Regions from separate parts of the Mus musculus genome. Here region 1 is linked to region 2. A link is a contact called in public Hi-C data. All regions are on one chromosome and are shown on one strand. Each heading gives the region's core, a stretch centred on a gene start, on an enhancer-like site or on the middle of the called end of the contact. The rest is flanking DNA. Distances are from core to core; before and after follow the strand shown. Region 1 holds the start of Poc5 (POC5 centriolar protein). Region 2 overlaps Sv2c (synaptic vesicle glycoprotein 2c).

Region 1 (5,217 bases), core at 1,277-3,776, 410 kb after region 2:
GAGTGGTACAAATCGATTGGCCGGCACTATGTGGGCTCTTTGTTGTAACCCCATAAAAGCTGTCACAATTCTGCACTTGTGGCCCACGGTCCTCTAACCCTGAGTGGTGTATGACTGTGGGTACCAGAGTGCTCTTGGGATAAAAATCCTCTTGCAGTTTGCATCAAGATTGTTTCTTGTGAGTGATTTGGGGTGTTGCCTCTCCTGATTCAGAACGTGGGAGAGTCCTCACGTTGTGGGTCTTTCACATCCTTCTTCCAAGTTGTTTTTATCTCTTCTGAAAACCTAAAAATATATCATTTATCTTTGACGTAAAATCTCAAATCTTTCTCTAACTATTCAGTTCAGCCTCCCGCGATGCTCATCCAGCCATGCGATTCGTGTGCAGTTTTTACTTTTGAAATCCCTGCATCACAAGCTGTTGTTCATTATCCAGCTACAGGAGCCAAATCAATGAGCTCCCGTTTCAGTGAGAGACCATGTCTCAAAAAATAAGATGTGGTATAACCGAAGAGGACACCTGACATTGACCTCTGGCCTCCACACACAGTAGCACACATACAAAGATGAGGAAGAAAAAACTGGATTACAGTGGCAGGGGTCTGCTAGCATTTCCTCTAGGCTCTGCCCAACAGTTACCTAGCAATAACCAGGTACCAGCCTAGCTTCAAATGCTCTCTCTCTCTCTTTCTCTCTCTCTCTCTCCCCCTCCCCCTCCCTCCCTCCCTCCCTTCCTCCTTCCTTCCTTCCTCCCTCCCTCCCTCCCTCCTTCCTTCCTTCCTTCCTTCCTTCCTTCCTTCCTTCCTTCCCTCCCTCCCACCCTCTCACATGTTCCCAGCTGGCCTCTCTCCTCTTCTCCTCTTCCCCTCTTCCTCTCTCCTCTCTCTGTTCCCCTTTCTCTGCCTCTACCCCCTCCCCCAGGTCCCAAATAAACTCCCTTTTATACTTGGCCTGTCACATGGGTTGGTTGTTCTGGGGGACACCTTGGCAGGGCCCGTTGAAATGCTCCCTTCCACCACCCCTGCCACCACCTCTGCCACCACCACCCCTGCTCCTTTTATAAAACACAACAGGGTCACCATGTAGTATTCAACTGAACAACAATTATTAGAACGAAGTATAAAATTATTTCTAGTGGTAGTAATTTGTCTTTTAAAATAAGCTTAGGGGAGGAAATCAACACAGCTAATGCCAACAAAAATTTTTTGTGATCTTCTTCGTTATCATTCAAATATAAGAGCCAGTGAAATGGCTCAATGGGTAAAAGCACTTACCACCAAGCCTTATGACCTGCGTTCAACCCCCAAGTCAGGTCACACGTGGTGAAAATAGAGACTATTTCCCCTCACCACACACACACACACACACACACACACACACACACACACAGAGAGAGAGAGAGAGAGAGAGAGAGAGAGAGAGAGAGAGAGCATAACTTTTAAAAGATAATAAAAGTCTAACTCTTGACAAACAGAAGTAGGTGAGGCTGCAGCTGTGCCACTTCCGTATACAGAAAAAAGAAAGTGACATCATGTAGGTTACAAAAGGGGTGGGGGGGATCGAACAGATTATTCTTTTCTAGTCTGGGGTCCGAAATGTCTGTTTTAATATATTAACTCATTTTATCTCCCTAGACCGTATTATGTGGGTAGCATTACCGAAGGTGTTAATGAGTACTTACTAAAGCCAAGTTTTAAGTTGTAATTGTGTTCTGTCTTTTAAGGTCGCGATATTCCACCAAAAGTTTCTGTTTGCAGCTTACAGCAGTTAGGTCATCAGTAAAACTTAGGCTGGTTAGACTCAGTCATGTTGGTTTAAAGTAGCTGCCAAGGGCTACTTTGGGAATTATCTGTTGGGTCTGTGATAGTAAACAATTTTACAGTATTAAATTACGTTGCTATGGATTTAGAAGTGAATTACACTGGATTCTCCCTGTTTAGCCTTCTGTATTTTATTTTAGCTGAGATGTCACCAAAGTTAGGATCTATGTTTAAATTTTTGAATACCCCACACAGAATAAACCAAGGGAAATGCCCTGGAGTTGCAAGTCAAAAACAAACAAACAAGCAAACAAAAAACAAAAAACTTAGGCTGGCAGTTTGTTATACCCTCATCCTCATAATTACATTATTCGTTAAACTCCCTAACCCAAAACTAAAGAAATCAATAGAGGGCATCGGACATTTGTGTTTTTAAGAGAGCAGCTGCCGGGCCAGTGGCCTTGCGGCCTGTTATCTGTGCATGAAACGAAATCTCGAGGCTTTATGCCTATGTCATCCTCATTGTTGAAAATAAACAGCACTCAGCTTTCACAGATTTGCGAAGATAATTAAATTTGTCTGCAGTGCCGCCCCGTAGTAGTCCTCAGGCACAGAGCAGCACCGAGCATGCGCTCTGTTCTGGGAACTCTGGGCCGGCTTTTGCCTGTAAATCTCCTACTTCCGGCTTGTCCCGCGGAGATACCTTGGGCTCCGCCCACTTACCACGGACCAATCAAGTTTAAGATTGCTGAAGCTGTGGACCAATAGTTAGGGCTGTCTTTCATCAGGGCCCTCAGTTTGAAACTGTCAAGTGGCTGCTAGGGGAGCCGCTGTGCTTGCTTTGGTTGCGGCGGCGACGCCGTCTGTCGCAGCGAGTCAGGAGCCGAGGTTTCGCCGAGACGGTGGATCCCGGTGGCGGCGCCCAGGCCGGTTCCTCCCTGGCAGGATTGGGAGCATCGTCCCTGGAGGTGCCAGAAAGAGAAGACACAAGTGATGCGAACTAAGTAGGTCCTGTTCTTTAGGACGTGGGGACATAGCCAAACAGAACGTTGTTTTTTATTAAGAAAGAATTAGATTTAAATGGGGCCGGATTGGAGGATGGTGAAAGAAAACTTGGAAGGGCCTGGTGCTCGCCCTCTCTTTGCGTGCAGTTAAGACGGGAGAAGTCACCTTGCGGCCAGCTACACGTTGGTTCGTTCTCCGCCTCTTAGAGATTGCGTTTGAATTCCCCGAGTCCGCTTTTCAGTTAAGTTGTACCAGTAGCAAAGAGAAGCATTCAAAGTATCTTGTGGTTTCAGCTTAGGTTAAAGAGTGCCGAGAATGTAGTGGAATGGTGCGTGTCACCCTCTAAAGCACCATTCTTCTGAACCCAGAAACTGAAGAAATGCTACTGTTTTCGTCTCACGTTATTTCTCCTGCCTGTTTGCAAAGAGCAGGGATAAATGGCAGATAACGTATTTTCCAAAAGTCCGATCGCTTTCTGACCGCAATATGTTTTTAAGAAACAATTTTGGCGTCTGATCATACCAGCTCATTTGTTACTAAAATAATCCACAATTCCCAACTCTGGTTGCCTACCAGGTCTGCAAACAAGTCATAAGGGAAAATGTAATTAAAATTAAAACGGATCAAATTACCACAGTGGTTGATTTGAGACTAGTGAAGTGTTCATTCTTCGATGCAGATCCATGCCTATTTTATCTTCCCTGCATGGCTTAATGAAAGACAGTCACAGCTCAGACTTAGTTTACTTATCCTCTGGAACCATACCAATGCTGAATAAAAGAGAAATTCCCTTTGCACAATTCTGGCTGCACCCTGGCTTTCTATTCTGTGGTTTTCCCTGCATCTCTCCCTTCTTCTTCAGTGTCTTTATCTCAATTGTTTTCTTAGCAAACTATAATTGAGGCCTGCTCCAGGGGCAGCTGAAACTGTCACGGGTGTCAAGGCAGCCTCCTGATCTGCATGCTGGGGGCCTTCCTTGCCCCCTTCTGGCCAGTGACCCTCATACTGCTCTCCACACAATTCCGGTGTTCTGGCTGCCTCCCATCTTTCTCCTGACACTTCACTGTTCCTTAAAAGCTAGCAGTTTTAGGTTCCTCTTCTCAGAGCAGTCCTCTGTTAGGATTATGAACTCCTTTGAAATCATGTTTGAATCTAAAAATCCTTCTAGAAAATACATATGTTTATATTCTAAAAGTGTGTGCAGTTGTGTTTGGTCTGCAGGATAGCAGTTCTTTTACCACAATGGGGAATCCCATCCATCCCCATTTCTTTCGTATTACCCCAAGAGGTCAATGCCTCCTCAGTCTAAATCTCCAGCCTATGCTTGTAATACAGGCAAAGGCACATCCTAGCCATTGTGAATTCCAGTGCTCGGAGCTGGGTGCTGAGTAGCCAACGTAGTCACATAACCGCTATCCTTCTGTAACCACAGAATTCAGCAGATTGATTCCCAGATCCTGCAGATGCCTACATCTACAGATGTTCAAGAGAACTATATAAAATGGCATAGTGTAGCCTATGACATATACCACCCTTCACACTTTAAATTATGTCCACTTTACATAGAACCCTAATATAGTATAAATGCTAGGTAAGTTGTTATTGCACAGAATTGTCTAGGGGATGGCGATAAGAAAAGTCTGTGCATGTCAAGACCAATGTGATTTTAAGAAATACTTTTGGCCCACAGATGAGTAAATCCATAGGAGCCCAGGGATACTGACTCCTGCGTGCCCACAAACCCGATGCTCCAGAGGCAACCTCATGCCGGCACAGCTGGTACTGAACTTGCTGACCTTCCAGTTCCATTGTGCTACCGTCCTTGCTTCGGTGAGTAGTAGCATGTTTCATCTAGTTACTCTGGACACAAATCTGAGCACATCAGTAGTCCCCACTTGGATGTTTAAGTGGTCATTGGTCATGAGCCCACATTGTCATCACCGTCGCACAGCTGCCTCAGAGCCACACCTCAGAGCCCTTGCCAAGGCTGCATTCTGGTTTAAGGACCTCATTTTGTCTCCCAGGTTGATACTTAAAAGAACCCTTACTGCTTGGATTCCTACAGCTGGCTCTCGATTGGACTCTATAGTTTTAGAATCCAAATCTGTCCTAAAGCTGCCAGAGTAGTATTTCTTTTTTAAAATGTGATTTTTTGAAAAGCGCAGTGTTCAGAGAGGTAGCTCTGCAGTAAGAGTCTAGCCCCTGACTTGCATAGCTGCAGTGCATTCAACCCTCACCATTGTAAATATGAATAAATAAAAAACAAGGTTGGCCACATCCGTTGTTTCAGACATTTAATGTCTTATGTAAAGATTCAGCCTTTTAATATGAAAGGTTATAATTGTAACTATGCCTTCTTATTTGATTTGTATTCAGCCTAACCAAGCACCCTGATTCTTTTTCACGTACATGCTATGCCTCTGTGCCTTGGCTTACACAGCTCTCCTTTTAT
Region 2 (5,493 bases), core at 67-2,566:
TGACGGTATGTGTGGGGTGGTGGTGGTGGTGGTGCTAATAAGCACGGGGATGGGTTTCCATTGGTGGCATGAGTAGGGTTGAGGGCACGCAGTTGATTGGAAACAATGCCCTGCCCTTAGCACAACAGGCAATCAGGTATTCCCCTGAGCCTGGCAGACTTAAACCATGGTAAAGTCTGCTTGGTGTGATTCCAGGTCCTAGAAAACGCATGCTCTGCACCCCAACCTTGAACACGGACTCAGACACCCACTGAGCTTACAGGCTAGTGCTAGTGTTATTACTACATCCCTGTGTCTGTGGCCCTTTGATGCGAGGACTTGGTCAGTACCTGGAGCAGAGAGAGGCGACTTCATAGAGCTCAGTGGGCCGGATGACCGTCTTCCTCATCTACTCCTCCCTCTTCCACCCTGTTCTAACCTCCAGCAGCATCCGTCCCCACGGCAATGGAGCTGTGAGTCTGTGGTGTATAGAGGCAGTGCGTGCTCCCCATCCATTATGCTTCCCTTCTTTTTTCAGAGACAGGTTTTGCTTCATAGCTCAAGCTGGCCTGGGATTTCTATATAGCTTAGACTGGCCTAAAATTTGGAATCCCAATCCTCCTGCCTCAGCAGCTCCAGTGCTGGATTACAGATACAGGCCACCATACTCAGCTCTCACTCTCCCGACACAGAAAGAAAGACTCTGCTGAATGGCCACTGTGTAAACATACGGGAAAATGCAAACAGATCTAACGGGATGACATGGCATATAGAGACCCGTAAACCGGGAGTGCATGGGTTGGTGACAAGAAGGCTGTCAGTAGAGGGGACTCAGCATGACATTTTCTTCATCTTCATCCCACATCTCAAACAATCACAGCACAGGCTAGCTGAGTGGTCTCCCTACAGACACACCAATGGTCAGTAGGAGAATCAAGATTGCAGGTTGGCTGTGGGGAGGAACTGGAAATATCTGTGTGAACAGCCGCAGTCCTGAGGGGAGAGACTTAGGGAGTTAACTCTGGTCTGTGGTTTGATGCTAGGTCATTGAGAAAGAGAAAAATCCCATGGACTAGAGTGACAGCACAAACCATCAAGACTAACAGGAGGTGGGGTGTGTGAGCTGCCAGGAGTTTACATCTCTGGGATCATAGCTGGACTGTGCGTACATGAGAAGCGGCCAGGGAAAGGCAGGAACTCTCTGCAGGAAGGACATACACCCTGAAGACAGGGTGAGCACAGATTACTGGTCTGGTAACTGGTGTGGTTCCTGGCCTGGGCTCCAGGGATGGAAGGCCACTAGGGTGAAGGACACAGAAATGTGGACTCTGCCGTGGCCACACGGTGGCAGCAGAAAGCCACTGGCGAGATGGCAGCCGTGCTAGCCAAGAAGCAAAGTGCACCAGAGCATACAAGGCCACTTGGCTACACTTAGGATTTGAGAGAAGCCTACAGTTTGACAAGAAAGGAGGATTAAAAACAGAAGGATGGAGACATTGAATGGCGTATACACCTGGCTTAGCCACTCCTCCAACTGGTCCCTTCCCCTCATACCCTCTTCTGTCTTCATGGGACGATCAGTGCACTGGCCTCGGTGACTGAGTTTCTGCTGGACTTTGCTAGCTCTCTTCCTTCCAGGGCATTTTAGGTGGCATTTCGCAGACTACCCGTTCCACCCATCTCTTTGTGTGCCTGCCACCCACTATTCTTCAAGCCCAAGTTCAGACACTGCTCTGCTAAGAAACTCTCTCTGACACAGTAACCTCCACATCTCTTCTCCCATTAACACAGCCGGGCCACACTGTAACTGTATGGACATGTAACTGTCCGTCCTTTGCCCAGAGGAAACATCACGCATCCTCTTCTTTAATGGAGGACTCGAGTGAACACACACAGCAAGCTTCCCTTCCCTTTCCTTGGCGTTTCTCCTTTCTAACCTCAGGACCGAGGCAGACCGGGGTTACCCAGGGGAAAGGATCACTCAATCCTTGTGTTCTTCTCTTTTTCTTTTCAAAATCAGTGCCCCTCCCCAAGAGAATATTCACCCCTCCCCCTCCTGTGAGCTGTGTGACAGGTGATCTAATCTAACATCCCATCAAGCTCACAATGTAAGACAAACAGGAAGGAGGCTCTCTCATTCAGCCTTGCTTTAACACGGAGGGTGTGAAGTAAAATGTTCAATTTTGCCAGGCGTGGTGGCGCACGCCTTTAATACCAGCACTCGGGAGGCAGAGGCAGGCGGATTTCTGGGTTCGAGGCCAGCCTGGTCTACATAGTGAGTTCCAGGACAGCCAGGGCTATACAGAGAAACCCTGTCTCGAAAAACCAAAAAAAAAAAAAAAAAAAAAAGTCCAATGCCCAGGTTTTAAAATGAGATGCCGATGAAGGAAATTCAGTGACCTCCTGCCACACAGAGAGTGAGCATAGGGTGGATGGTGCAGGGGACACCGTGTGCAGACTGTACAGTTCCCACTGCCGGAGAAAATGATGGAGAATTTACTAAGGGTGTGAATGAGAATGTTTGGTAAGTAGTCTCTTAGGCCCTTGGGCTATGGATGTTCTATAGGAAGTTAGGCATATGGGTACCAAAATTGGTCCTTTATACGAAGAAATGCTGTAAAGATGATCCTGAGGGATAAATGTGTGAGTGTCCCCTGTAGAGGAAATACCCAGGGGTGCAATACACTTGACAAAATCAAGTCGCAGGACTGGTAACAAATCGAGAGCTCAAATGTCTCAGTGTAGTCCTTTCTTAGAGGGAGAAGAGCACCTTTCTTTTCAAAGGCTACAGCGTACTCCAGTGCAGAGGACAAACTTTCATGACAATAAAACATGGGACTTCTCATGGAATGAAAGACGTCACAGGGCATGCATTTCAGCTCCTGTCAGAAGGCAAAGCAGGGCTGTAATACTTTGAATGTTATTATTCGGTTGCAGAGTTCCACCCAGCCCCCTCTGATGTGATGCCCAAGGCATCCGTGCCTCTTTTGGGGGGACTGTGTGACAAAGTATTCCAGCTGCAACCTTGTTCTTAGAAAGAAAGGGTGTGCGTGTGTGTGTGTACGAATGTGTGTGTGTGTGTGTTCATGCGAGCACAAATACGTGCAAGCCACAGTGCACTGTGGAGGTCAGAGGTCAACTTAAGGTGTTTCTCTCTGCTTGCCCTGAGAGTGTTACTGTTCGCTGCAACTTGCCCAGGCTGGCCTCGGAGTCTCTGGGGATTCTCCTGGTTTTTCCCCTCCCACTAGGAGCCCTGGGGTTTCAGAAGGCTGCTACGGAGCTCAGGTTTATGTGCGTTCTAGGCCTTCCCACTTGGCATGGCAAGTGCTTTCTTTACCCATCGAGCCACCTCTCTAGCCTTCTTTTGATAATTATCAATATTTTAGGCTTTCTTCCAACAGACTAGAAAGGTCAAGAGAGTCACCTTCTAGAAACTTCTTTGTAGTTGCTAGGACAGGAGGTAATGACCTTCACAGGACTGATAAATACTCAAAATGGAGGCTGAGCCAGGCTATTAAATTGTAATGCTCATGGTGACATTAGTGCTCCCTGTTATTGTTAGCCAACACGATAGATTACAGATGTAATTAAATTTCTCCACTGCCCTATGAGCGCCTGCTAGGAGCCTTTTTAATAAGATACAAGCAAACCCTCCAAGTTCATAAGCTAGAAAGTTTGTGGATTTTCACAGCTTGCATATTTCTGTGACGACCTTCTCCGTGGTCCCGTGTCAGCCTACCTCCGGTCTGTGGGATACAGTTCCACCGTGACGACATCGAGAGAATTCCACGCTGAGATGGTCAGCCCATTATACAAGCACAGCATGCCTATCATCATGGATTCGCTGGTGCCAAACCACAGGAAGAAGCAACTGATCCCGGAGAGCACCATGGAGCCTCCTGCCAACAGAGGACAACAGTTGGAGTGTTTCCTGTCATCTCGGATGATGGAGGACCTCTGGGCCTCCAAGTTCTTTCAGGAAGATAGTTCCACGGGGAAGCCGCAGACTGGGCTCCATAGAACAATGTCCAAGTGCATCCATCTGTTTGAAAGGCAGTCTACATGCCCCATGAATACAGCTAGTACAAATGCACAGGACCCCTTACTCATCTACTTAACCGGGAGAATATACATTAGTTATATGTAACTAGTTTTTCAGTCTGTAACTCACGGAGATTGCTTGTATGAATTTTAATTAGATACAATTTCCACTCCAGTTCAGTCCTAACTAAAGGCCTAAGGGATTTCTTATAAACATGCATTTTTTTAAGGGACAGGGACAAGGTACGAGACTTATTCTCTCTAGATCACAGGGGCAGCTCTTCTCCTTTTCATGAAGAGGGGCACATACCTAGCATCGTTAAACGCCCGATCCTGTCCATCAGGAGAGCAGACACGATATTTCCTGGCAACACTGCCAATGTCCCAAGAAAGTTGACAAAGTAAATCCAGTAGGCACTATAGTCGTCATCAAAAGTAATCTGGCACCCCGTCTTATTGTGAAGAAATGAGCAGTTCTGAAATTCACTGTCTATGAATTTATAGGGCTCAAAATCTGTAGAAAGAACAACAAAAATATCCATTAAGCTCTTGTCAGGTGTAAGTAACAGATGTGGAAGGTAACAGAAAGCCACTCAGACGCATCAGCCAAAATCATGGCACTGCTAGTTCCTTGAGGACCCCATAGCTGGAGCTTGTTTGACTTGCTAGAACATGAGAGCTGGGGTGTGTATGTGTGGGTGTCACCTTACCAAGCAGCAGCATGGAGGGTTTCCCTTGTTTGGATAAGGGAATAAATAAAAGTGTCATTTTTTAGGGGCTCTGAAGCACACAGAGGGAACAAGTCACTCTTCAAGTCCTTGAAGCTGCATTTATAGTTTAAGGTCTGTGTAGATAAATGCACAGGAGAATGAAGACAAAGCTGAAGGCCACCAGCATTCTTTCTATGCATTTTGCTGTTGTAGCCCATCATATTCCTGGCTGGTCAGAGTCACCCCCTGCTCCCTCGATAGAGTTGGTCTTCTGGAGTCAAGTGGATTAGAAGACAATGCTGGCCTCATTCTCATTGGAGTGGGGGCAGAGCTGGCTCTTGACTGAGCATTAGAAAGGCAGGGCTGCCAACAGGGCAGATAGCACCTTCCCGAACTGCCAGGATGTGATTCTAGATAACTGTGAGAACAGGAAAGCATGGACACTAGTCACATGTGCCAGAGCCTTGAGGTTGGCTGCACATCACCACTATTGTGACCAAATCACTTAACTTTTCTAATCCCAACAGTCAGGAGGCAGAGGCAGGTGGATCTCTGTGAGTTTGAGGCCAGCCTGGTCTATAGAGTGAGTTCTAAGACAGTCAGGAATATACAGAGAAACCCTGTCTTGAGAAACCAAAGCCAAAACCAAAATTAAAAAAAAAAAGCCAAAACCAAACCAAACCAAAACTATTCCCCAAAAGAATCTATCCATCTATTCATCTATCCATCTATTCATCATCTACCCACTCTATCTATCTATCTA

What was found. A called contact is a pair of places that touch in the nucleus more often than the background predicts.
Region 1: a Hi-C map of regulatory T cells shows a contact between it and region 2, with 3 times the contacts expected there. The contact joins the promoter of Poc5 here to the enhancer-like site in region 2. A contact is called at or near these places in 13 of 39 promoter capture datasets (the 3T3-L1 cell line, 3T3-L1-derived adipocytes, the HPC-7 cell line and 8 more), 1 of 15 datasets of contacts at CTCF or cohesin (large pre-B cells), 37 of 484 Hi-C or Micro-C datasets (B cells, CD4 T cells, CD8 T cells and 23 more), 19 of 115 datasets of contacts at active chromatin or transcription factors (DN3 thymocytes, T-cell acute lymphoblastic leukemia, Th17 cells and 15 more) and 2 of 9 other capture datasets (liver and pancreatic islet).

The regions. Positions count from the first base shown.
Region 1 is chr13:96,385,768-96,390,984 of GRCm38.p6, forward strand. Poc5 (POC5 centriolar protein) reads left to right here and starts at 2,527. Exons shown (of 13, transcript NM_026173.3): 1 at 2,527-2,764; 2 at 4,456-4,595.
Region 2 is chr13:95,972,270-95,977,762 of GRCm38.p6, forward strand. It overlaps Sv2c (synaptic vesicle glycoprotein 2c), which reads right to left. Exons shown (of 13, transcript NM_029210.1): 11 at 4,331-4,534; 12 at 3,719-3,878. Among named protein-coding and RNA genes, the nearest start is that of Gm24032, 78 kb to the left of the region's middle. Within about 2 kb of position 1,317, at least 19 of the 459 cell types and tissues checked have an H3K27ac peak or open chromatin away from gene starts, as enhancers often do. A contact at or near this core is called in CD8 T cells, the N1E-115 cell line, Th1 cells and 5 more, where this site is marked.